2 separate regions of the Zea mays genome follow, and region 2 is linked to region 1. A link is a contact called in public Hi-C data. All regions are on one chromosome and are shown on one strand. Each heading gives the region's core, a stretch centred on a gene start, on an enhancer-like site or on the middle of the called end of the contact. The rest is flanking DNA. Distances are from core to core; before and after follow the strand shown. Region 1 holds the start of LOC100501625. Region 2 holds the start of LOC100280993 (60S ribosomal protein L9).

What was found. Hi-C and Micro-C count contacts between places; a contact is called where the count stands out from the background.
Region 2: a Hi-C map of ear shows a contact between it and region 1, with 2.2 times the contacts expected there. The contact joins the promoter of LOC100280993 here to the promoter of LOC100501625 in region 1. A contact is called at or near these places in 8 of 25 Hi-C or Micro-C datasets (bundle sheath, ear, endosperm and 3 more).

Annotation. Positions count from the first base shown.
Region 1 is chr9:28,857,444-28,860,357 of Zm-B73-REFERENCE-NAM-5.0, forward strand. It overlaps LOC100501625, which reads right to left and starts at 1,393. Exons shown (of 6, transcript NM_001196308.1): 1 at 1,073-1,393; 2 at 835-897; 3 at 591-707. The coding sequence starts at 1,269. LOC100193350 reads right to left here. Exons shown (of 6, transcript NM_001367024.1): 6 at 2,745-2,914. The coding sequence ends at 2,814.
Region 2 is chr9:29,134,323-29,137,236 of Zm-B73-REFERENCE-NAM-5.0, forward strand. LOC100280993 (60S ribosomal protein L9) reads left to right here and starts at 1,468. Exons shown (of 3, transcript NM_001368334.1): 1 at 1,468-1,888; 2 at 1,985-2,107; 3 at 2,810-2,914. The coding sequence starts at 1,526. The coding sequence ends at 2,896.

The DNA.
Region 1 (2,914 bases), core at 143-2,642:
GTGCCATAGGCCATAGTGTTGGAGTATAATATAAGTGAATTGTCCACTTTTTTCTATCAGCTTAAGCTTTTGGGTTGAATTGGTTGGTGCATGCAACTTAATATGGTATCAGAACCAGAGGTCACGAGTTCGAATTCTGGTTAGCGCAATTAAAATAAAATAATTATTGGTCGCTCCTATTCCACGTCTGAGACCCAAGAGAGACTCGACGTGAGGGAGAGTGTTGGAGTATATATCAGCTTTAAGCTTTTGGGTTAAATTGATTGGTACATGCAACTTAATACATAGCGGTGATCGATAGCCACTGTATCTTATTATTATTATTATTATTATTATTATTATTATTATTATTATTATTATTATTATTATTATTATTATTAGTGCCAATAATAGCACTCTACTACTTTGCAGTCAATTATTTTTATGCCATGGGGTTTTATAATAGAAATATATACTGTAAGTTTACGGCCTAGACATTTCGACAGAGGGAGAGTCAGAGAGAGATGGAGGGAGAGTCAGAGAGATGGAGAGAGAGAGAGAGGAGAAATCATGTAAATCTGCTGAAAAAGAAGGAGGAGGAGGATGGGTACCTGAAAGCAAGTGATATCAGGAAAGTAACCACTGGAAGCATATTTCCGAACGTTGCAGCGAATGTTGCCGTCGTGTAATCCAATCCGACAAACAGTGTGTACTGAAGCAGCACCGGCCTGCAGCAGGCAAACAAGAAGCAGTGAAAGGAACAATTTAGACAACGAAGAAGAACCAGCTGATGAATCGTTAAAAGCAAGCAGTGTCTACGCGGTCGATTGACGAGTGGAGTCGGTGTTTAATTACCCAAGAATTCCACTGAGAAACATGTACACGAAGATCTCGGAAGTGAACTTCGGTCTCATCCTCCTGCAGGGGGGTGAAGAAGAAAAAGAAGCAATGGCCGTCAACTTATATATATAGCCATGCATGCATATGCATGAAACGACCAGCTATAGCAACTAACTGTTCATATTTTTCTCATTGGAATGGATTTGCACGCCTTTTTTGGCACCACAGCACACCACCAACAGCACCCTCGTACCTTTCCTTGAAGTAGGCGATGGGTCCAAGGAACAGTGTGGCCACCATCTGGCGGAAAGTGATGAGGACCAGCCTGTTCATGCCCAGGCTCAGTGCCTGCTTGATCAGCGCCGTCATGACGGCGATCACGACGTTGGTGGCCACCATTGCCGCCGTCGGCGCCCACTGCTCCATGCGCCCTGCGCTGATCATCCACATCTCAATGCAAGCAGCAACAGCCAGCAGCTGCTAGCAGTAGCAGATGGATGGATATGGATGGAGCCCTCTCGCTATATAGCTAGCTAGCTAGCTGTTCGATCGATCTGCTGGGACTCTTGGCGGCTTTAATTTGTGTGATGAGCAGTTCCCTTCTGGATATGGCACGGCTTTATAGTGGCGCTCGAGAGGTGCTGGGGTGATGCACGTACTACATACATGGCATCTGAAAGCATCGATCTCGATCGGCTTCGTTTCGTTTTCGTAACACGTAGTAGTACGTGATCAAGGAATCAGCAGGTATAGCTAGCTATACGACACATGATTAATTAGAAGCCATTGGCTGCCTGGGTAGTAGCTACTAGCTGCTGTCCTGCTGATGCTTACGGCCGGACAACACTGTTTGCTTTAATTTGCTGACCCTGGCCTGATGAGAATATTATATCTGCAATCTGGAAGATGTGCATGTTTGATGCATGACGAGCAAATTGTGCAGCTAGCTAGCCAAGCGAACAGAATATGAAGAATACCCAGCTCTCTCGTGGATCGAAGAACATTTAAAAGCAGCTCATGCATCTTTTCTAATCAGTTTTGGCAAGCAGGCTGGGTCGTCGTCGTTAGGTTTGATTAGATGTCCGTCGCTCCCTCCTCCGATCCGTCCGGGGCATGCATGCGTCAATCGCTTCTACTGTAGGGGCATTGGATGCTGCCTTTGACGAGCACTCGGCCTCTATTTAGGGCCATGTTTAAGAACATGCATCATGTTTTTTTTCATATCTCTCTCTCTCTCTCTCTGAGCTGAGAACGAACGAAATAAAGAACTAAAATCCAATGCAATTCCCACTGTCTCTGCTTTCATTGGCATGCGCTGCTTTAGGTCCACATCAAAATCCGGAGCATCGATTCTCGCTCGCGCGCGGCCGCCCGCCCTCATAGGAGAATGGCGAATTTGGGGGTACTACAAGACAGCCGCCGTCGATCTGTGCGTCAAGAACATTTCTCCCTCTTTTTTTCTTCCTCTCCCACCCAACCCAATGCAATTCCGTGTTCAATGTGCCAGAACAACAAAAAAAAAACAGAGAGATATATTCTGACGTGTAGAATTGCATGCATGGTACGGTTAGGCACGCTAATTAATAGGAAGATTGTATACGAATGCTTCTTGTAGAACACAAGTAGTACACTTCCGTATCTCTTTTTTTATTATTATGGGGTCATAAAGTATATATATATATATATATATATATATATATATATATATATATATATATATGTTTCTTTTTAGAGAGAACACTTATAAATTGATACTGATTTTGAATTCAGAACAAATACTATATATACTAGCAGAGTTATATATTAAACAAATACTATATATATATATATATATATATATATATATATATATATATATATATATATATATATATATATATATATATATATATATATATATATATATATCTGTCAAGTATAGATCATCACACATTCCGAAGAACTGTATCTTTAATTTGGTCCTAATCCATATATATATGAGAGTGGTCTGGTCCTCATGATCTGACTTGCTTCTCTTTGTCCTCCTCCTCCTCATCTTCTTTCTCTCCATCTTCCTCTTCCTTGGCAGCCGCTGATGATGAGGCATCCCTCTTCT
Region 2 (2,914 bases), core at 218-2,717, 280 kb after region 1:
CCTCAGCAAGTCAAGCAGTACGTGTATATGCATTGCAATTCTCTGCATGCATCTCATCTGCAGGACTTTTCTCTCTCTCTCTCTCTCTCTTTTGCATATGCGACTCCTCTTTTGCCCAGCAAAATATCCTGGGGTTGGATTCGGCACACAGACAGAGACGACGACAGCTACCTGTGCAAGAACATGCATGCATGTGTAGTAGTAGTGTACAGTTAGTTGCCTGCCCTGCTGCGCTGTGCAAGTGCAACGCGTAGGTAAGGTAGGCAGCTTGTATTGCAGAGTTGCATGCCATGATCGTCGTCGACCACTCTCTGTCTCTGTTCATTGAGCAGCACCGCAGCTAGCAGGTCCGTTCAGTCCATGCAGGGCCACATCGCACTGCGTCCGCTCGTTTTTCCAGCGAGGCATCAACCTTCGCCTGCCTCGATCGCACAGCAAGCGGCTGTACCTGTACCTGTACCTGTACGCCACACATAAAAGAGAAAAATAAAGCGAGAGAGAGTCGATCATGTATATCAGGCGGCAAAAAGCTGTATACGTCTGTGACTTTACTTTCAGGAGGGATATGATCGTTGAAGGTGAAAGGTCGTTTAATTTGTCGATGGTGATGAGTCACACAATGTGAACCTCCGATCTATATGCTGATACAGCTCTCTTCACTGACAGGTGGCTCCTCTTCTTTTAGATGGACGTGGATAAAACTTTACTGATAGTCCGTTCTTTTGTTAGAGATGATTAAGGGCTTGTTTGGAATCAAAGGTAATAAAGTGGATTGAGGGGGCTAGAATCCTCCACTACTTAATTTTGAATAGTGAGGGATTCTAGCCCCCTCAATCCCCTCCATTACTCTTTATCCCAAACGAACCCTAAGGGTGTCTTTGGCACGGCTGGCTCTAGCTTAGGCTCATTATGAAGCTCCGCCAAACAAATGGTTAAAGAAATGACTGCTCGTCGAGAGCTCTCTAAGAGCTGGAGCCGATTTTTTGTTGGGAGCAACAGCACCAAAAACATGTCTTCTACTGGCTTCTCTTATATTTTTCTCATCCATCATTTGAAAAAAGAAATAAGAGAAACTGTTTTATCAAATAAATTGTAAACCAGCTCTGATTCCTCTAAAGAAGTCAAAGAATGAAAGAAGATAGAAAGGGAACTGTTTGTTTTTAGAGGAGCCGAATGCCCTGTCATAGGAGGCCTAACAGTTTTCTTGCAAAAGTAGACAAATTGCACCCGCTGGTAGAGGCATCCATTCTGCGGCCCATCTAATGATGGTATGAAGGCATGAAGCCCAGACAAATGGGCCAGTGCTAGTACTGGCCCACCTGACCTCTTGGACCTGCAAGCAAACCCTAAGCCACCGATCCGACGGCGGGGATCGCCCGATCAAACCACAGACAGAACCATACCCGTCACCACCTCCTTTACATAAAAGGCTCTCCCTCAGCGCGCCGTCCTCCTACGCGGTACGCGCACACAGCCAAACCATCCTCCTCTCCGCCGCCCGCCGCAGCAGCACCCACCGGGCAAGATGAAGACGATCCTGGCGTCGGAGACGATGGACATCCCGGAGGGCGTCATGGTCACGGTGGCCGCCAAGCTGGTCACGGTGGAGGGCCCCCGCGGCAAGCTCACCCGCAACTTCAAGCACCTCAACCTCGACTTCCAGCTGCAGGAGGCCGGCCGCAAGCTCAAGGTGGACGCCTGGTTCGGCACCCGCCGCACCATGGCCGCCATCCGCACCGCCATCTCCCACGTCCAGAACCTCATCAAGGGGGTCACCAAGGGCTACCGCTACAAGATGAGGTTCGTCTACGCCCACTTCCCCATCAACGCCTCCATCACCAACAGCAACACAGCCATCGAGATTAGGAACTTCCTCGGCGAGAAGAAGGTAGGTACCCATCTCTGTTTCTGTTTGTTTCCACACGAGATCTGCGGTGGGTTTATCATGTGTCGTGTATGACTTAACTCGGTCGGTGTCGTTCAGGTCAGGAAGGTGGACATGCTTGATGGCGTGACCATCCTCCGGTCCGAGAAGGTCAAGGATGAGCTCATCCTTGACGGAAACGACGTCGAGCTCGTATCTCGCTCCGCCGCCCTCATCAACCAGGTGAATACTTACCTACCTACTTACGAGTGCCTGCTATATGCAGTGTCAGATGTGCTTTGATGTGGTAGATCATGATCCTTACATTTATTCCTTGTTATTGCTGAATTATACTGATCTGAATCCGATATTGAATGGTAAAGTCGTAGCGCATAGGCTGTGCTTGAATTATAGTGTGTCCAGGTGGTTTTGGCTTGAAATGTGTAGGCAGATCACACTTTTAACTACTGCCCGGCAGTGTCTAGATGTGCAAGTGTCCATCATCCATGTGTTAGCAATTTTAGTTTATGATTGTGCTCTCAACAACTAAGTGCAGCGCTTTTATGTTAGGTGTATTTAATAACAGCAAACACCTAACACCCTGTGAATCCTATGGTTGGTCATGGTCCTAACTTGGGTGGAAATGCTCATGCTGTAGAATACCGACGTGATCAATCTATTGTTGCCCTGTTTAATTTTGTACCTGTTGCTTACTGCATGATCAGGGTATATTATTGCCTTTTGTCTAGTACGATTATTGTGTCTTCAGTTCCTGCGTGTATTTAGATATTCACATCACTATTGGTGGATTGATGTGCTACGATTTGTGTGACTGCCATCATGAATCTCTATTAGTTTTGCTGATTGCTGTTATATAACGTCTACTGGTGGATCGCTGTACTATTGATTTGTGTGACTGAACAAGTTTTCTCCGTTCGTCTACAGAAATGTCATGTGAAGAAGAAGGATATCCGAAAGTTTTTGGACGGTATCTATGTGAGCGACAAGGGCGTCATCGAAGAGGAGCAGTGAGCGACAGAGTAGCCGAAA